Linked DNA regions of Mus musculus: all the other regions are linked to region 7. A link is a contact called in public HiChIP or PLAC-seq and promoter capture Hi-C data. All regions are on one chromosome and are shown on one strand. The core of a region is the stretch at or near the end of the contact, and the rest is flanking DNA. Distances in the headings are between cores, read along the strand shown. Region 1 holds the start of Nphp1 (nephronophthisis 1 (juvenile) homolog (human)). Region 2 holds the start of Pced1a (PC-esterase domain containing 1A). Region 3 holds the start of Zfp661 (zinc finger protein 661). Region 4 holds the start of Tmc2 (transmembrane channel-like gene family 2). Region 5 holds the start of Idh3b (isocitrate dehydrogenase 3 (NAD+) beta). Region 6 holds the start of Bub1 (BUB1, mitotic checkpoint serine/threonine kinase). Region 7 holds the start of Zc3h8 (zinc finger CCCH type containing 8).

What was found. Promoter capture Hi-C pulls out the DNA fragments that hold promoters and counts their contacts. HiChIP or PLAC-seq counts read pairs in DNA pulled down with a chosen protein or histone mark.
Region 1: a contact with region 7 is called in a promoter capture Hi-C map of embryonic stem cells, with 2.3 times the contacts expected there. The contact joins the promoter of Nphp1 here to the promoter of Zc3h8 in region 7. A contact is called at or near these places in 4 of 39 promoter capture datasets (embryonic stem cells, frontonasal cranial neural crest, hippocampal neurons and 1 more) and 1 of 9 other capture datasets (macrophages).
Region 2: a contact with region 7 is called in a promoter capture Hi-C map of liver, with 5 times the contacts expected there. The contact joins the promoter of Pced1a here to the promoter of Zc3h8 in region 7. A contact is called at or near these places in 2 of 39 promoter capture datasets (liver and neutrophils).
Region 3: a contact with region 7 is called in an H3K27ac HiChIP or PLAC-seq map of thymic regulatory T cells, with 7 times the contacts expected there. The contact joins the promoter of Zfp661 here to the promoter of Zc3h8 in region 7. A contact is called at or near these places in 5 of 39 promoter capture datasets (cranial neural crest, hippocampal neurons, liver and 1 more), 2 of 115 datasets of contacts at active chromatin or transcription factors (astrocytes and thymic regulatory T cells) and 1 of 9 other capture datasets (adipose tissue).
Region 4: a contact with region 7 is called in a promoter capture Hi-C map of liver, with 4 times the contacts expected there. The contact joins the promoter of Tmc2 here to the promoter of Zc3h8 in region 7. A contact is called at or near these places in 3 of 39 promoter capture datasets (hippocampal neurons and liver).
Region 5: a promoter capture Hi-C map of liver shows a contact between it and region 7, with 4 times the contacts expected there. The contact joins the promoter of Idh3b here to the promoter of Zc3h8 in region 7. A contact is called at or near these places in 7 of 39 promoter capture datasets (erythroid cells, hippocampal neurons, liver and 3 more), 2 of 484 Hi-C or Micro-C datasets (B cells and regulatory T cells) and 2 of 9 other capture datasets (adipose tissue and liver).
Region 6: a contact with region 7 is called in a promoter capture Hi-C map of pre-B cells, with 2.1 times the contacts expected there. The contact joins the promoter of Bub1 here to the promoter of Zc3h8 in region 7. A contact is called at or near these places in 2 of 39 promoter capture datasets (the 3T3-L1 cell line and pre-B cells) and 1 of 9 other capture datasets (liver).

The regions. Positions count from the first base shown.
Region 1 is chr2:127,787,471-127,790,170 of GRCm38.p6, forward strand. Nphp1 (nephronophthisis 1 (juvenile) homolog (human)) reads right to left here and starts at 1,421. Exons shown (of 20, transcript NM_016902.4): 1 at 1,316-1,421. The coding sequence starts at 1,384.
Region 2 is chr2:130,422,947-130,425,646 of GRCm38.p6, forward strand. It overlaps Pced1a (PC-esterase domain containing 1A), which reads right to left and starts at 1,342. Exons shown (of 7, transcript NM_178762.4): 1 at 466-1,342. The coding sequence starts at 589. Vps16 (VSP16 CORVET/HOPS core subunit) reads left to right here and starts at 1,374. Exons shown (of 24, transcript NM_030559.3): 1 at 1,374-1,501. The coding sequence starts at 1,449.
Region 3 is chr2:127,583,249-127,585,948 of GRCm38.p6, forward strand. Zfp661 (zinc finger protein 661) reads right to left here and starts at 1,429. Exons shown (of 5, transcript NM_001111029.1): 1 at 1,382-1,429.
Region 4 is chr2:130,193,786-130,196,485 of GRCm38.p6, forward strand. Tmc2 (transmembrane channel-like gene family 2) reads left to right here and starts at 1,409. Exons shown (of 20, transcript NM_138655.1): 1 at 1,409-1,609; 2 at 2,638-2,700.
Region 5 is chr2:130,283,048-130,285,747 of GRCm38.p6, forward strand. Idh3b (isocitrate dehydrogenase 3 (NAD+) beta) reads right to left here and starts at 1,404. Exons shown (of 12, transcript NM_130884.4): 1 at 1,335-1,404; 2 at 1,124-1,201; 3 at 891-989; 4 at 662-782. The coding sequence starts at 1,370.
Region 6 is chr2:127,830,536-127,833,235 of GRCm38.p6, forward strand. Bub1 (BUB1, mitotic checkpoint serine/threonine kinase) reads right to left here and starts at 1,324. Exons shown (of 25, transcript NM_009772.2): 1 at 1,185-1,324. The coding sequence starts at 1,210.
Region 7 is chr2:128,942,570-128,945,269 of GRCm38.p6, forward strand. It overlaps Zc3h8 (zinc finger CCCH type containing 8), which reads right to left and starts at 1,451. Exons shown (of 9, transcript NM_020594.2): 1 at 1,279-1,451. The coding sequence starts at 1,355.

The DNA of each region.
Region 1 (2,700 bases), core at 171-2,670, 1.2 Mb before region 7:
TGCCTGGAGGCCAGAATCAGGCATCAGGGCCCCAGGAGTTAGACAACTATGAGCCACCATGTGGGTGCTGGGAACTGTACTAGTGACCTCTGGAAGAGAAGCCAGTGCTCTCAACCACGGAGCCACGTCCTTACACGCCTTTTCTAACTTGATGTCTTACCACAATTCTTTACCCCCTAACACCAAAAGCTCTAGCAAAAATCTCTTCATAGTACCATCAGATCCCAACAGATGATACTGGTAGGTAAGGAATTACAAATGACATCACCTAGGAAAACCACCTCCCTGTCTTGGTAGCTGTGTCTCCTGACAGTCCTTTGTGGTTAAACACTCTTGAAGCTGAAGTTACATTGTTCCTGTTAGAACTAAGGAGGCAAGAACACTCAGTTGTCACACTTGTATAAAAGGGCTGCATCCTCAAAAGACTCCACTTCATTATATTGCTTACGTTGTAATTTTGACATTTGCTGTCCCCATACATGGGTACTTCAAGATCACCAACAGAGGGATACACACTCATGTCAATATCGATTAAAACTTGTTTAAAATGTACATTGGGAGACCTCCCAGGCTCCTCCGGCTCCTGCAGCCCACTCCTGTCTCTCTGGAGGGTACGCTTTGCTTTGCTATATAAACTTCTGTTTTAAGTTTTGTATCCTGCCACTAAGACTCTTTCCTCAAGACAAGAACTGAGGAGCCCTATGGAACAATAATAAATTTATGGTTAGTTTATCCACCCTCTAATATTGATCACTTATTCATATCCAGTTTCTTTTATTATAATAAGCATCTCTGCCCAAATTGAAAATTATTACAAGTGGTAGATTCCTGGAAATGTATCAACCAGCCTAGGAGGATCAATGTTTGCTATATCTTGTCAAACTGCTGTCCAGAAATGCTGTAGCTCATACACTATAGCTTATACATCGCCTGTTTCATCACGTCTTCCATGCACTGTGCGTTGTGACTTACAATCTTTGTGATCTTTTGTGTTTGATCATCTTTGAAATTAACTTTTCTGAAATTACTAATCTGTCCTTGGTTAGTTTATTAAGACTATACGTTGACACCTGTTACACTTTGAGAAAGTGATGAATTTCAAAGGAGAGGGGCGCTGGGCTGGGTGGGTCTGGCTAGTTTAGACAAGGGCCTGAGGGATGAGGAGTGTTGAGGGTTGGTGAGTCGTTAGACCGAATTCTTAGTTGACCCGCAAGGCTTTCTGGAGGTTTTATCTACGGCGGGGGCCCCGGGTTAGAACCCGGCGCTTGGCTCCCGGTGAGGAGCTGGGATGTGGGACCCTCTACCCCGGACCTACCTGCAGCTTCAGCTCCTGCCCGCGGCGCCTCAGCGCCTGCAGCGGGTCCCGCGGCCGCCGGGCGAGCATCGGCCTAGCCGCCGCCGGCGGGACCGCGCCGGTTGTCAGGGAAACCAAAGCTAGGGCTCAGCAAGATGACGCTATCAGCGGGCGCCACAACCCCGTGCCACAGGTTGCACTAAACGGTCGGTTTAGGCTTTGCAAAAAAAAAAAAAAAAAAAAAAAAAAGTCCTTTCCTTTCCTCTGGATTCCTAGGGATAGTAGTAGAGGTCCCCGGGAGTCCCTGACTGCAGGTCTCATAACTATCACGACCTCACACCGTGCGGTGCTCTGTTCTACACAGCTTTCTGAAGCCGGGTCTGCGAAACTAATCTTCAAAAATAGTTCTAGTATGGAAAACCTTAGCTATGAGAGCTTTCCCTTGGCATTTGTGGGACTCGATTTCGCTGCACGTTCACTCTGAAGGTGGTTTTATTGTTAGTCTCATGGTGTAGCCCTGAATTCACAGAAATCCGCGGGCCTCTCTGCCTCCCTAGTACTGGGCTTAAACGTATGTGCTATCACACTTGGCCCAGAGACGGTTTTAAAATCTTGCCATTTGGGGGTATTGCTGAAGTGTCTCTCGAAAATTTTCATGTGGTAAATCCTCAATTCTTTGGGGGTGCTGATTCTGCCATGTGGGACAAGCCTGCGGGCAAATAGATTTCTCAAGAGCCCCAGTTTTCTTTTCACTCTCAGGAGACAGCCCTCTAAATCCAATACCCAAACTCGACAGCAACCTTGGATTTAAGAATGGTGATGGTCCAAGCTCACCACTGGATAGAGCTGGTATACTATTGCCAAGGTATCTATTATTGTGACTCCTGACTCCCAATTTCAATGGGCAAAGTACCGTGTCCATGGAAGACTTTTCTGGTGGGGGGATGGGGGGGGAGGAGAGTATTTGGTTTCGGACGGGGAAACCAGGGACCACGAAACCCCTGCCTTGTTCTCCAAGAACACTGGTCACTGAACTTACTTCAGGGAAACCTGGGAAGGAACTGAAGTGCGTATTTTACATATCAAAGCAGACCGGGTCTCCAGATTCTTCCAGCATCCCTCAGCCCTTATCGAACATACCCTGACCCTTAAACTTTACAGCCCAGGTGCTGGTCTGACCTTCCCCCCTGAGGCTCTTCCCTAAGTAATCCAGAGGTTTTGGTCTCTCCCTCTACCGGCAACCTTTCTCTTTCTCTTTCCCCTCCCCAACTTCTCTCTTCCTACTGTCATTTCTCTGGCCTTGGTCCTTTGGGTCATTGAACTCACTAATCTGGCTTGAATTGGCTCATTTCACCGGTGGAGAAATAACTTATCAGAGGGAACTTCATATAGTTAAGTAGGAGGGT
Region 2 (2,700 bases), core at 92-2,591, 1.5 Mb after region 7:
TTCCCAAATGAAGGCCTTTGTTTTCCAGGGATTGACTCTCCAACAGCAGCTCTATGGAGGGTTGGCTTAGAGAAGAAAAGACGAGATTTTAAAGCCCTAGCTCTGCTCTTTCCAGCTATTTCCCTCTCCTCTAGCTTATGTACAGCGACCAAAGACCAAATGGCAAAATTAAGTTGGTCCCATCCCTAGGAAAACACACAACATAGCCCACAGGTCCTTTTAAGAAAATCATGAAGGGCAACAACAAATAAAGATGCCACACTCATGGGCTAAAAAATAGTGCACAAATGATATGCCGGGGCACCCAGGGAAGGTACATAGGGAATTTAAAAAAGAAAAAAATGCAGTCTAGTGTCCTGAAACAGAGTAAGAGATGGAGAAGTCTGAAATGGAGATGTGGCGTGCAGACAAAGAAAAGGTTGAAGATACAGGGCGGTGAAATGTCATCCTAGAGTGGTCACTCACTGGAGTCCCCCAAAATGACCACGAACTTGTTGTGTAGCAGCTGCTGGACTTCTGAGGCATGGAAGTGGACCATGGCGCTTCCCAGCAGGCGGTGTGGCATCTCGTTTTCCAAACAGAAGACCATGCTGCCACTGACACCAGCTGCAGGGAGAGGCCAATAAGCTGACAGAGGGCAGGGACTCTAGGTAGGTCCGGTCTGTTCCAAGATGACCCATGCGCGCTGGCCCCTCCCTGGCTGCTCTGTGTAATGGGGAGGAAAGTGGGAGCGGCAAGGCGAATCCCAACACGGCAGCAGCCTTTATCACACTCGGAGGGAAGAAGGGTCACTTGGGCCGTAGTCTTAGACTACAGCGCTTCGCGCGCGCAGAGACGCCTTTGCCCTGCCACGTGTCAACGGCGGCCCCGCGCGTGCGCATTCGTCCGCTCGCGCCAGTTACCAAGTCTCTCGGGGGCTCCAGGGATTCACGGGCCAGTAGGGCAGGCCCAGGTGCCGTGCGACAGCGTCTCGGCAGCGATGTCCTGATCTAGAGTCAATGATCCCATGCCCCTGGAGAGCGGTGGGTTCTGCAAAGATCCCGCCCCACAGAGCCCGGGTGCCCAGGTTAGCTGTAGGTACGCAGCTCGACGCCCAGCGCTCGCCATGCGTGCGCTACGGTGGTCCAGCCAACGCCTCCAGCATCTGTGCCTCAGATGCTCATGGCTCCCACTTTCGGTCACCCGTGTCCCGCCCTATGCGATCCCCAACGCCGGAGGAGTCAGAAAGGCAGCGAGGTTGGCCGCTGTGGAGGACAGAAACCAGGGCTAGGTCCACTCGGGCCGCCGCGCCGAGGGCAGGACGATAGCTCAGCGTAGCTTGCCCACAGTTCTGATGGCCGCTAAGGCGGCCTCGTCACGTGACCCCGAAGGGCGGAAGCGGAAGTGCGGCCTGAGCTTGCGCTAGGCGGGTTTTTCCTCGGCGACTCTTGCCGCCAGCTGTACTAGACATGGACTGTTACACTGCGAACTGGAATCCACTCGGGGACTCTGCCTTTTACAGGTGAGCTGCCCGACGCCCCACCTTCCGTCCCACAGCCCAGCTTACCTTGCTTGTCTGCTGCTGGCTTGAGCCTCCCGGCAGAGCCAGCAATGCTCGCCCCGGCCACTACGCGTGCTGGCGTCCGTCCCTATGGCGGCTCGCCTGAGCGTCTGCCACTTTACGCACTTTAGGGGCAGCAATCTGGTCCTTCCTTTGCGCCAACTGAGGCAAGCTGAGAAGCCACCCCTAAACCGAGGTCTGTTGGCCTCCGGAAGGATGCTTAGATCACGTAGAGGGAGGCCGCCCCGCGGCGACAGCGAGTGCCAGTCTCCTTCCGGAAACTGCTGAAGTCGGACCACAGGGGCTCTCACAGGAAGGCGGGATCGCCACAGCGGGCGGGGTGACAGTACTGACCAAAGCTGAGAAAAGGGGATGAACCGCTTTTCAGTCTTGGGGCACTATTAATGAGGAACCCGAGGCAGTGGCAACTCACCGGGGTTGGAGTGCCCTTAGCTGTGGGTCTTTCTCAAGGCTAAAACTAGTAACGTGATTACAATGGTTACCGTCTCGTTGGCTTTATTTCTTTTTAAGATATAAAGTACAAACTGCTTGTGGAGCGCTCATCAATTGGTCAGCCTACATTTGTCACTCTCTGAGTGGTTTCCAACTTAACCTCAATCATCCTCAATCCGTGGGTGTACCAGCTTCACAGAATTAATTGCAGGACCTCATCACACCAGGCAATTCCATGGCTTTGTGTTTGCACAGTTCTATAGTCGCTTCTATGGGCATTGCTATTTTCCTCTTTATCACCCTGAAGAATGTTGCTCATCTTTCAGGACCTGCTTGGTTTTCCTACAGTAGAATCCTTTTATGCCTCACAAAGGTCCAGTTGTAGAGTCTTATCATATGTGGCACACGAGGGCAGTGTTGGTATGAGTTTCTCGTGCTAAGCTCTTGAAGGCTAAGAATACTTCTATTTCCCATGCATATTTAGGCTAGTGCCTGTTACCTAATAGTTGGTCAGCCTTTGGTGGCCCACGCCTCTTAATCCCAGCACTCTGAGATTCAGGCCACCCTGCTCTATAGCTCAGGCCAGACAGGGCCACATAGTAAGACCCTGTCTTGAAATAATAACAGAAACAAGCAAAACCTAATCATTACCCAACAAAATGGTAAAGAATGTTTTATTGATGTACCCGAAGATCACAAAGACATTG
Region 3 (2,700 bases), core at 179-2,678, 1.4 Mb before region 7:
TTAATTAACCATCACTAACACGTTATCTTTATTGAAAGTTATCTGCCAGCCAGCTTCCTAAGCACATTACACATATCCTATTTAATCTTTAGGTAATGCAACCAAAATCTGGACTCTCCTAAGCATCTATGACAGACAACTTGATTAAATAATCTATTGTCCAGCGGCTAGACACACTTGGAGCACTACGGAACTCCACCATAACTAGCGTTGAGTGCTTGCTCTCATGAGGCACTATGCTGAGTGCTTTCTATAAAGATAATTTAGTTCCATCGTCATACATCAATAAGAGAGGCACTATTTCACAGCAATTAAGAGAGTCAGGCTTTGTAAAAGGCTGAGGTGGAACTGGGAAAAGTCTGCCTGGAAGCTTTTAATTCTGTTATAATTTACTTTCATTGAAAGATAGCCATAAAGTTAAGCAGATCTTTACCTGCAACACATCCCAGCATCCCGGGAAGCTTGATTCGCGTGACTGAAATTTCACGGAAAACAGAACTATGGTGATATACACCCGTAATGCTAGCACTTGGAAGGCTAAGGCTTAACACAACGCCAGGTTAAGCTACAAAATAAGATCGTATCTCAAATGTAAAAAGAACACTAGGGAAAAGATCACTAGTAAATTGCCAACAACTTCAATGGAGTAACAGACAACTGGCCATCCCACGGACTTCTAGACATCTGACACTTACTGGTGGTTGGAACGAAGTTGTGCTAGTTCGATTTAACGGTGGTCAGAATGTCAACCTCTAGAATTGTTTCTCAAAATTTTGTTTATGTTGACCTCATTTGAGACGCACAAAATATCGTGCTTGGTGGGTCTTACTCTGATACTGTGGGTCTTGTCTGGCCGCAGTATAGTCCCTTCACCCTTATTTCCCACTATTCCTTAACAGTGCACTCCAGTCAATATCATCTTAAAATTGCCTAAAGCCATTTGCGATTTCCTTTGGGGTTTTCTTCACCTCAAATCCGGTATCGTCCAGGAACACCCTATGCTCACACCAGGACATTCCGGTGCAGGCTCAGGGCGAGAAGCTGAAGCAAAGGGAGACGTTTTCTAGGGGACTTGGGAGAGAATGGAGTGGATGCTCCCAGATTTAGCGTCGGTACCATCCACATCCACGTAGCACCCATCATGGAAAGAAGGAACGAAAGGAAGACCGGGATCTCCAACTTGAAAGTACAGGATTCTGACACACAGTGGACATACCCTACGAGGACACTGTCCCCACGGAACCGACACACACCAGAAGGGAAGACTCTCTGTCCACACAGGCCACGCCCACTAACCCTCCCCCAAGTGCCCAGTGTCCCCGTGTCTCCTCCGCCACCGCGTCCACTCGGCTTCTTGAACACCTAGACCCGCAACCCTCACCTTTGGCAAGAGTACTGGGAACCTGCGAACACTCACCGCCTCGTGTCGGGAAGGCAGTGCGCCTGCGCGAAGATCTTCGGCCTCTGAGCTCCAATCATAGTGTTGCCTTTGCATGAACTACACTTCCCAGAAGCATCAATAGCCGGCGCGCCGTGAGATGACGGGTAAAATCCTGCACAAGGTTGCACTCCAGGTCTGTGGTGCTGAAACGGATAGGACCAGGCTCTGACCCTAAACAGCACAAGTTCGATTTCTAGTTCGTTTCCGGTTTGCCAGTGTACCTATTTTTTCTGAAAGCCAGGGTTCCCGTTCTTTCAGTAGACTATCCCAGATGCATGAGCCCAGAAACATACCTGTCGCAGTCTTCCATCAAGAATTCGTGGTGTAGGTTTAATCCCAGATTTGGTAGCATGTCGGAGAATTTACACCCAACTCTGTAGCTGTAATCCTGAATGAGGGTGACCTTCTACCTACTGCTTCAGAGGATACCAGCCAAACAACAGACTTTAAACGTTGTAGCTCAGTCCATTCCCCACCCCACCCCCCTCTCTCTGTGTCCTGAACTCACTATGTAAACCAGGATGGCTTCAAACTTGGAGATCCACCTGTCTCTGCCTCCAAAGACCTGGGCTTTAAGGTGTGCATCACCCCACCTGGCCTCTTTGTATCTCAAAAGCTCAAAAAGGCTACAAAACTTCAAAAAGGAAGCAAAACTTCTAGGGAAAATTCTCAATTTGTGAGGCAAAAAAAAAAAAAAAAAAAAAAAAAAAAAAGGCAACCTTCATTTGGTACTATGAGATCTGGATTTGCCCCCTCTCTGAACCAAAAGACAGGTTTTGGCTTTTCTGGAATTAACTGGATACTGCAGAATATGAATTACAATATTTAAAGAAATAGCCAGGCCAGTCATGAGAAATTAAATGAGGGTCCCAAGCCCATACCATTTGTAATTGAGGGATTAAGGAACACTCTTTTGATAGGCTTAAGAAAGCTCCAGCACTGGGACTTCCAAAGGGATGGGCTGTTTCAACTATACATTACCAAAAAGCAGGGCTGATACCCATTCTCATCTGGCCATTGGGTGGTCACAAATGGTCATACCATACCTGTCTGAACAACTGGATCCTGAAACCCAAGATGACCCCAGTATCTCCAGGGACTGACAATGACTCTTTGATCTCCCATTACTATCTGTACACCCTTCCTAAAACCTTGATCTCTTTGGCTATCAATTAAACCTCTCCAATATCAGTTTTTCTTAAATAGAACCTAGAATTGGTAAAGAAGTAAATTTTTCTACTGAGTAAATACCTACCTTC
Region 4 (2,700 bases), core at 159-2,658, 1.3 Mb after region 7:
GGCCTGCCAGTATATCCAAGGGCAATGGCACTATACCCTCCCAACTTAGATGGGCCTCCCCCCTTCCTTTTTGTAGGAGTGTTCCTGATTCCCTTCCACCTTGGGCAGTGCCCCCTTATATGTATGGTTGTTATGTGGGGTGAATGGTAGTTGCACTGATCCCTTGCCTCAGGACTGATGGGAGCCCTGGGATGTATGCTTGTAATAGTGTGTGTGTTGTGTGTTTGGTGTATGTGTCGGGTGCAGCGTGTGCAGGCCCGCACTTCTGCCATGGTGGCGCAGGCCTTTGCCGCAGTGGAGGCGGGACAATATCCTCAGATTTGGCTTGCCGCTCTAAAGAAATAATGCTGCATTATGCCGTGGGTTGCAAGGCTAAGCACTGCACAGAGGATAGCTAGCTGTTGGCATCCTGTGGAAGGCACGTCTGATTGCATGAAGATTCAGTGTCCTAGTTCCCTTTCCCCAGGAAAAACAACACGGAGCTGGCCAAGACCTCTCTGGGTGATGAGCCCAAGGGATGGTTTTGTGTAGGGCCCCTATGCTTGCACACTGGGGATCAGATCTCTACCTTCACCCAAGAGGCTTGCTTGCAGCAATCAAAATCAGGCCATAGATTAATCAGCGTCCTGGCCTTCTGGTGCACCTGCCGCATGCAGACAGGACAATGTCCTCAAGTGTGGCTGGCTTGGCATGCTAGAGAAGTAGTCAATGACGGATAAGACTCCCTGGGCGTGTCGCCAACCTAAGACAGGGATCAAACCAATGCTGTTTGTCTCCCAAGGACGGGTAAGGGGCATTGCTGCAGGGGGCAATCTAAGACAGACATTCTCTCTGCCAAAAAAGAAAAAAAGGGAGAGATGTGAGGAGCAGGTGTGGCAGCAGTCCCAAGATGGCGCCAGGGACTGCAGCTAAGTCTTATGATTTGCACCTGACTTCCTCATACACCTGAAAATAAGCCATGACCATCGTGAGAGCTGCGCAGGTGCACCATGATGCTGGCGGTAAAAACAAGTCCATATTTGGTAGAGACATGCCCCTACCGCCCTGATTGGCTGAAGCTGCGTGCCTGGTGAGGTGACGTGGCTTGCTGTGAGTGGTTGGGGGCTGAGAGTATATAAGAGTGAGAGATCCGGTGATCGAGGGAGAAAAAGATGAAGCGAGAGAGATGAAGATTGAAGCTTGCTGACTAAACTGCTGTTAGAACTGGTGGTCGTGTCGTTCTTGCTGGTTGAGAGCAGACACGACAGTTGCCTACGAGAATGCGATAGTAAGACTGCATTGCTGAAGACAGCACACATCTTGGTCACAGAATATAAAGAAATAAAACTGAAACTGGCCTGGGAGCGTCCTCCCCATTAGCTAGCCATCATGACGCATCAATACAACTGACTACTCAGGCATAATATAGTGCAAGAGTGGCCAAGTTTGCCGGGCGTGGTGGCACACGCCTTTAATCCGAGCACTCGGGAGGCAGAGGAAGGCGAATTTCTGAGTTCAAGGCCAGCCTGGTCTACAAAGTGAGTTCCAGGACAGCCAGGGCTACACAGAGAAACCCTGTCTCCAAAAACCAAAAAAAAAAAAAAAAATAGTGGCCAAGTTTGTTCCAGAGGTAAGCAACCACTTTCTGATTGGATTTGAAGCCAATCCTATGAAGGGATTCCTCTCTGATACTGTAAATCTGGTCAAATCCCATGGTTGGAAAGGCTATAGGCCCTAGTTGGGAAGCTACGCTGTTCTTTTGGTAAATAGACATCATGTACCCATCAAATTGAAATTAATTAAGTGGGGCTTTTATAGGCCTATGTCTCTCCTTGCTGCTGGATTAATGCTCCTAAGATAACAGGGGGGAAAAAAACTCTCTGCAGGATTGTTGAACTTCGGAACCTCCCTGTCCCAGACAGATTCCTCCTTGGAAGTGGATCTTTTGCTGCAACTCTGTGTCTGATCGATTCCCTTTTAAGGGATAAAAGGACTTGGAATCCCTCTAGGGGGAATGCTCTGAACTGCAGTATCAACTGATAACAACAAGAACCTTGGTACCATTCTGGTCCTGCAGCCTTGCTTTTACATGATAACAGTGGTTCTCAAAGCATCCAAACAAACCTCCCACAAAGGCAAGCAGCATTAGAGAAAGCTACTGAATGAAGAAGCAGGTGACTTCAGTAGGGACAGTCATCCTTGTTGACTCAGGTCCAAAGTGTAGATTCCAAGACCCAGGAGCGCTTGCCTAGCAAGCATAAGGCCATTGGTGTGACGCTGCATGATGGAGAGAGAGGGAGAGGGAAAAAAAGAAGATTCCATTGCCTGTCTTTAAAAATCTTCATTTTAAACCAAAGCCCAGATAACTTATACCTTTGAGTCCAATCAGGGACTCAAGACACTGGGAAAGAGCCCTGCGACATAGCTCACACCTTCCCTGGCTGGCATGCCTGTGGTATCATTATCAGGAGATGAGTCCACAGTTCCTACCCCTCTAGGGCCCTCATGTATAAGTGATGTCTGAAATGTGAGGCCACACTGTCCTTGGCAGGGAAACCCGAGCGGAGGAGTGTCTGGATAGATTGACGTGCTGCAAACTCATTGCTTTCTCCCCATCTCTCTCCCCAACAAAACCTACCTCTACCTTCAACCTCAGAGGCCCCTAGTTGCCGTCAGGTTCCAGGAAGAGGCCAGTGACCATGACAGCAGGAAGTCACCCCA
Region 5 (2,700 bases), core at 154-2,653, 1.3 Mb after region 7:
GCACAGAACAAATTGTAGAAAGGAAAACAGGAACATCAGGGGCCAGATTATAAAGAACTGACTTTCCTCTGCAAAAGCTGGCCCTGCAAGTGAGGCTGTCCAAGAAAGTGGGTCTATAGGAGGAAACCTACAAGCTAAATAAATAAATAAATAAATAAATTTTTAAAAATCCAATATGGGGAATAAAACAGCACAAGAGAAGAAATGGAGTGGTTAGAATGATCAGCGCACACTGGGTTAGGGTGGCCGTGCCTTTAATCTCAGCCCTTGGGAGGCAGAGGCAGAGAGCAGAGAGGCAGAGGCAGGCAGATCTCTGTGAGTTCGAGTCCAGCCTGGTCTACAGAGAGTTCCAGAACAGCCGGGGCTACACAGAGAAACCCTACCTGGAAAAACTAACAACAACAACAACAACAACAACAAACAATAAATGAACAAACCAAAAAAGAATGGGCACGCAGACACAACTAACAGGGTCTGACCCCGGTGACACAGCCTCAGCAGGTCCCAACCCCTTCCTGACATCACTAACTCCTGGTTTGCCACTGAGAAGAAACAAATTCCTAAATGTCAGTAGAGGCCAGTCTGGAAAACTGATATATACACACTGCAGAGAGAGGGGCTTTATGAACACTGCTCTTAAATGACAGAGTGCCATACAAACCAATGATGGCAACTTTGTTCTCCTTCATGGAACTCAGCACCTGCTCCAGCTTCTCCTCAGAAGCCATATTCTGCACCTCGCTCAGATGATGCTCCTTAAATTCCACAGGGACAGCAGCAGCCTTCAGGGATAAGTCCAAGCACAGGGCTGGGTCAGGTCTGAACTTTCCAACAACCCATCCATCCCTGTAGCCTGATCCGCCACCCATCCCCCGCCCCGGGCTATTCACCTTGAACACTTCCTTGACAGCATGCATGAGCTCTGGCCCCACGCCGTCTCCAGGCAGCATGGTCACAGGAAAGGCACCCTCCACCCTCACATCTTGTGCCTGTGAGTGGGGCCAGCAGAGATGGAGCAGGGGCAGAAGTGGGAGTCAGAGGGAAAGAGGTGGGGAGGGGAAACCCAGGGGAGCGGCAAGGAGGCGACAAGGATGGGCGAGAACGAAGCTGGACTCAAGCGTACCTGGCTCTGGGAAGCGGCGTGAGCCGTAGATGTTCCGAGACCTCTCCATGCCCCGGAGTTCCGAGCGGCGAGCACCGCCTGCGACAGACACAAGGTCAGATCGGGGACACCGCGGCCCCTTACACCGCGATGACCTTGCCTTCTTTTGGAAACCGCGGACAAACCCTCTGTTCTCCCGCCCACCCTCCGCTCAGGTCGTCCCGGGCCTCACTCGGGTCAGCCAGCGGACATTGCTCAGCGCTGCCATGTTCGGCCGAGGAAGTCGCGGGGGAAGTGACGCCGGAAGCGAGCGCGGTCGTGGGAGCTGGACTTCCTGTCAGCCCTGGCGAGCTTGGCGGTTCTTTCTCCCGTACCAATCGGCGGTGTGTACGGATTCACTTGAGTTCTCTCCTTCTGTTTGGTAATGTAGGGTCACAGGACACACAACCAGTTTGTCTGTTTGCTTTGTTTTCACTCGTCAGATTTAATTTCTCTTGAAAATTCAAAACAACATCCAAATATATATGGCCAAGTATTGAACAAGGATGTGAGTTTAACAATAAGTTGAGAAGTCTTGGGAATTTGTGAATGTTTGAATGTTCTGTTATGCGTTATTCTCTTAACTAGTACTCACTGTTAGTCACTTAGAATTCTTTTAAATAGGTAAAATAATTCAGATTACAAAGAAAACTGGTTATGATAAGAAAACTAACTTGGAGTTGATGAGGTAGCTCTGTAGACCAGGCTGGCCTCAAACTCATAGACCCGCCTGCCTCCACCTCCCAAGTGCTGGAATTAAAGGTGTGCACCACCACATCCTGGAAAAAAAAAAAAAGAAGCTGAAAAATAAAAGCTAATTCTTTTGCTCCACTGTATAGTATGCTATAATTTAAATTTACTAAATTGCTTAATCCTTTCTTAAATAGGCAGATACCTAGTATGAAATCTGATTTGGGCTCTTCTCAGCAACATTGCTGTGTATATCCCTGTACATTCTCCTTTGTACATATGATGAAGATTATAACTATCCTGCAGGGCACCTCTAGCCATGTATGTATTACAGGTGAAATGGTGTGTTTTCAATAGTTTGATTATAGATCTGTGTGTGTTTCACTCATGAATTTGTTCTCATGCAGTAAACAGAAAACTCATTCATCATGATAGCTGATAGTTTCTCTCCCACTACTTCTGGAAATAAAGAGTTACTGACATTGATTTAGCTGCTTAGTTATGTCCCCAGGGATCCTGGATGGGGGGCGGGTCCTCTATATCATCTCCTCTCAAAACTCCATTAGATTGCTAAACCCAGTGTCTATTTTATAATAGAATGTTGAGTATCTCATATAATTTATTGAGTGCTACACGGAAAGTGTATCAGAACAGGCATGTATGTTTTGTTGAGACAGGATCTCTCTTTATATCCCTGGTTGACCTATAACTTCCTATGTAGACCAGGCTGACCTGGAACTCAGAGAGATCCACCTGCCTCTTTGCTTTCTAAGTGCTAGGATTAAAGGCGTGTACCCCATGCCTGCCTAATGGACTTGTATCAATTACTTTTATCATTGTTGGGACAAAACACAGACAAAAGCAGCTTT
Region 6 (2,700 bases), core at 74-2,573, 1.1 Mb before region 7:
ATGTGTACAACTTTGGAGAGAGGATACATGGCAATTAACTGTATTCTCAGTATGCATCAAGTTGAGAAACAACCATAGGTTTTTAAACTGAGAAATGATAAGATTAGGAGAAAAAGAATTTAAAAGTAGTATTTTGGTAGATGACCAGAAAACTATATCTCAAAATATATTTCACTGGCAAACTGAAATGATCATTCAGAGAAACTGCAATGGTTTTCTCATAATTTAGTAGAGATTTTAGCAATTTATTTTTAAGTCAACGATTCTCACTTTTTCACTTTGGATTCATTTTGGATTCTTTTTAGCATGTTTGAAATGTCAGCACTACTTCTGTGTTTAGAAGTTCTTATTTAGCAAAATAAGAAATACAAATATTTGTCCAAGATAAACAAACATTGAATAGCCCCACACCAACCACACCTCCTGGGAAAATGGCTTAAACATCAAATCATTAAAATAAATTAGTCTTTAAAAATCAAAATACCTAGCTTCTATTTTAGAACGGGGAGGGGAAATCCTTAGTCGATCTGATCAAAAATTAAATTGCTTAACGCCAACAGATTTTGGATATCTTACTCTTAGAATACCTAAAGAACTGATGAAAATAAAATTGTATTTCTTGTAACATCCGATTTAACAGTTTTAAATGGCTTAACATCACAGGCTGAGTAAGTCACCTAAGCGCCCGCCCCCAGACCCCAAAACAAAAACAAATAACCAATCAGTGCCTGCAGGAAGCCTCAAATGACTTAATAGCAAGCATTCCCCCCCCCCCATAAAGTTCAGCTTTAATTTTTTTCTTACGTATCAGGCAATCGAGAAATAATAAATTCTTTCCTTAGTTGGGTGGCATTTTTATCAGACTTTGAAATTTTCTCCAAAAATCTCCACCACCACACAAGTTTGGGTTTTGAAGGCGGGGCGTCCCTCGCGTCTAGAGGAAGTTCCCCATGGAGAAGATACGTGACTTCAGAAGGTTCCGCAGACTGCCCAAATCCTCGGCACAAAACGGTAGCCGGCTGCAGCTTGCACGTCTACTCGAGTGACCCGGGGGCTACCGCCTTGGCTGAGGCCTGGTGCAGCGAACCCGCTGAGGAAGCGGCGCTGAGGAGAAAGCGCGCCTGAGGGACCCGGACTCTAACCGTCCCGACCGGCCCACCTCACCGCACCTGACCGACACTTACCGAAAGACATTTTCTAGGTTGTCCATGACGAGAAAAAACGCGCAGCGGCGAAATACCCCACCAGCCGCCGACCAAACTCCCCATCAGCCCCTAACCCCGAGTCTCGAAGGCCGCCGGCGATTCGAATTCCCCGCGCAGCCGCACTTGTGATGTCGAACGTGGGCAGCGCGCCTGACTATTGGTCTCCGCTGCGGGAGAGCTGGCCAATCGCTGCGGCCGTTGCTGGGAGACAAAGTCCCGCCTCCGTCCCCGCCCCCTCCGTCCCTAGCCCGCAGTTCTTTTCATTTGCCTTTTAGTGAGTCCTATGCTAGGTGCTGACTGAGCTAAGGTTTGTTTCCATTCTAGTGAGACACTAGCCATGTTTTGGCATAGAGTTATTATTATTACTTTTTAAAAAACGGTATAAATGGCAACTGGCTTACAGTATTACACTACCAGGCCGAACGTGACGATTCTGTGACTGAAACCCCTTTGAGTCCTCTTGGGTCTTGAGAGTCACTCACGAATTTTTGTCCTCTTTGCTTAACAGAAATGGCATAGCTGGTGAGCTGGCTCGGTGAATAAAAGCATCCACAAGGTGGAAGGAAAGAAAACCAACTTCCTCAAGTTGTCCTCTGATCTCCACATGCATGCCGTGGCACATACTCATATAACAAATGAGGAAACCACAATCATTATGTCTGGTTCACGAATGAAGACAAATAGCCATGTATATGTGTGTGTGTGTGTGTGTGTGTGTGTGTGTGTGTGTGTCCATCCAGAGTTTTATGGGATCCCATGCCTTTGGCCTCTGCCACACTTGGTTCACATAAAGGCACACCCACACGTATTTGTAAAATATTCATAGTAATTTTAAAGAGTCCGGAAGTCCAAGAATAAATATTTAACATGTTCATGTGCCCTGAGAGTGAGTTGAGAAATAATCTAGTCTTCCCTGCTTCTTGAGTTTTAATAACTTCCCACTTTGCCTCTCTAGGGTCACTTGACCAAAGCAAGTAGAACATAAAAGACTCATGCGATTACTACCTTCCTGTTTCTAAAGGTCCTGGGAGTTTTTCAGCTCCTTCAAGTTGATAAAAAAGATATTGCAGCTTCTGGACAGATAGACATTTTCTAACCTAGAGAAAAGAATTATGAGTGATTTCCCATTTGATTTCCTAGAATCATCTAACTAGAGGAACATTCCTGACATGTCTTTATAGCTGCACACGAAAATATTGTCTGTGGCCATGATATTGGCAGAATTGGTAAACACCACTAGAGGGAGTTCCAGGTTCTTGCATTCCTCGTAGATAGTAGCAAGCAAAGTAGATTAAGAATACACTTCCAATGTTTGGCTGCTAACATCTGCCTCTATTTGTAAGGCTCTGGCAAGGCCTCTCAGGAGACAGACATATCAGGCTCCTTTCAGCATGCACTTCTTGGCATCCACAATAGTATCTGGGTTTGATAATTGTATATGGGATAAATTCCCAGGTGGGACAGTCTCTGGGTGGCCTTTCCTTTAGGCTCTGCT
Region 7 (2,700 bases), core at 201-2,700:
ACATAGTGGCTCATAACCACCCGTAAAGAGATCTGACGCCCTCTTCTGGTACGTCTAAAGTCAGCTACAGTGTACTTATGTATAATAATAAATAAATCTTTGGACCGGAGCAAGCAGGGACTGATGGAGCAGGGCCAACTGGATTGAGAGGGGTTGACCAGAGCGAGCAGAGGTCCTTAAAAAAAATTCAATTCCCAACAACCACATGAAGGCTCTCAACCATCTGTACAGCTATAGTGTACTCACATACATAAAACAAATAAATCTTTTTTAAAAAAAGTTTCACATTAATTACACAGCAAAGCTATGGTAGCCCAATTAGGCTAACAGTTTCCACTAAGGTATTTGAGACTGAGCAGTGAACATATACATATATCCTTTCCCCTTGAAACAGTGTTTCCCCTATGTAGCTGAGGTTGGCTTGGAACCTGCTATTTAGACCAGGCTGGTCCCAGTCTCCCAAGATCTGCCTGCCTTTCAAATGCTGAGATTAATAGGCCCAGCCCAACACTGTAATGTTATCTTAATGAGGGTGGAAAAAAACTCGTGAAGGATGTGTCAAGGGTTCCACTGAGGAAAGAGAGAACATAGAAGACAAGGATTTAGGAGAGATGGAGTTTGAGGGCATTATCAACTCAAAAAACTAAAAAGTGGGCCGGGCAGTGGTGGCACATGTCTTTAATCCCATACTTGGGAGGCAGGGTCAGTCGGGTTTCTGAGTGAGTTCCAGGACAGCCAGGACTACACAGAGAAACCCTGTCTCGAAAAATTAAAACCAAAAAAAAAAAACCAAAAAAAAAAACCAAAAACCAAAAAAACCTAAAAAGTGAGTGGGTATCTGCACAGAAATCCCGCACTCTGACTAAGTACGAGATTAACAACACGCTTTTCCAAATTAACAGAAAAACTAAGCCGAAATGATGCTTGCTGCTTTATTCTGGGAGTTCTGGTTCAGGATCACTGGCAGAGCAGTCTATGTATCCTTCAACTCTCGAGGTGCCGGCAAAGCCACCTCGGAGGTGACTGACAGCAAACACGTTAAGCGCACGTGCAAGGGGAGCAGCCGGCCCCTGGGGGCAGATTCAGAGGCTGGGGCCTCCTCCCGCCGCCCGGCCACTGCCCTCGCCCGCAGTCCCTACTCTGACTTCCACCCCACTTCCCCTTCCGACCTCCCCGCTCCGGTCCCGGCCCACGCGCCAGCCAGGGCTCGCCGGTTTCCAGGAGCGAGGGGGCGGAGCCCAAGCGGTGCCCTGCAAAGGACCAGAACGTGGGGATCACCTTTCCTCAGGGTCGGCGGCCGGTTTTTTGCCGAGGGCCGGATTGGGGGGCTTTGAAAAGAGATTTTCAAAATCCATAACTCAGACAGGGACCGTTCCTCTCCACGCCGAGCAGGTACTGAACAACCAGCGAAGCGGAGGCTACAGTCGCGCCAAGGGCCACACGCTCCGCCCAGCGCACGCGCACGCGCTCGCGCTCATGTTGCTTGGGCGCGACTCCGCGCGACCTGGCCAGCCCTACCACGCATGCGCAGTTCTCACCGTTGGTGGGGAGGCTTTCGGTGCCTGAGCTGCGCACGCGCAACTCTCTGTACTTATGTCCGATTCGTTCCTTAGTGCAGCACTACAATGTCGTTAAAAAATTAAAATAATCTTTAGGATTCTTCTTTAGAAAGCTGTGCTATTTTTATATGTACGAGAGAGAGACAGAGAGAATGAGTGCAGATGCCCGCGGAGGCCAGTTATTGTAACCCACCTGACATGAGTGTTGGGAACAGAACGCAAGACCTTTATGTTTTAACTATTGAGCCATATATCTCTTCCAGCCCCTTTAAAATTGACAGGTGACCAAGCAAAATTAATTGCACAAAAAGGAACCTAGACGATCTCTTCTGAGTAAACACATAAATATATTTAAAGCAGGCAAATTCAATAGAAAGTACTAAGTATTAAGACTATTTGGGGGTGGGGGGGTGGGGGGGTGCAGTCTTAGAGACCTGCAGATGAAGATGCAAAACTCTCAGTTCCTGCTGCACCATGCCTACCTGGATGATGCCATGCTCATTCCTTCATGATAATGGACTGAACCTTTGAATCTGTAAGCCGGCCCCAATGAAATGTTGTCCTTATAAGAGTTGCCTTGGTCATGATGTCTGTTCACAGCAGTAAAACCCTAAATAAAATGGAAGCTGGTAGCCGGGCGTGGTGGCGCACGCCTTTAATCCCAGCACTTGGGAGGCAGAGGCAGGTGGATTTCTGAGTTCCAGGCCAGCCTGGTCTACAAAGTGAGTTCCAGGACAGCCAGAGCTATACAGAGAAACCCTGTCTCGAAAAACCAAGAAAAAAAAAAATGGAAGCTGGTACCAGGGATAGGTCTGACCATGCTTTTGTTTGGAAGAATGTTGATTTCAGGACTTTGGATTTGGAAAGCGGTGGAATGTTTTAAATGGGGCTTAATGGACCATCCTAGTAGGAATATGGAAGACTTGCTGAGAATAACTGTGCAGACCAGGCCCAAGAGGTTTCAGAGAAGAATTTTCAGTTTGTGGCATAGAGACTGTTTTTGTGGTATTTTGGTGAAGAATGTGGCTGCTTTTTGCCCTTGTCTGAGAGTCTATGTGGGGCTAAGGTAAATATATATATTAATTGCATTGACAAAGGAAGTCTCAAAAAAGCCCAACATAGACTTTGTTCTCTGGTTAAA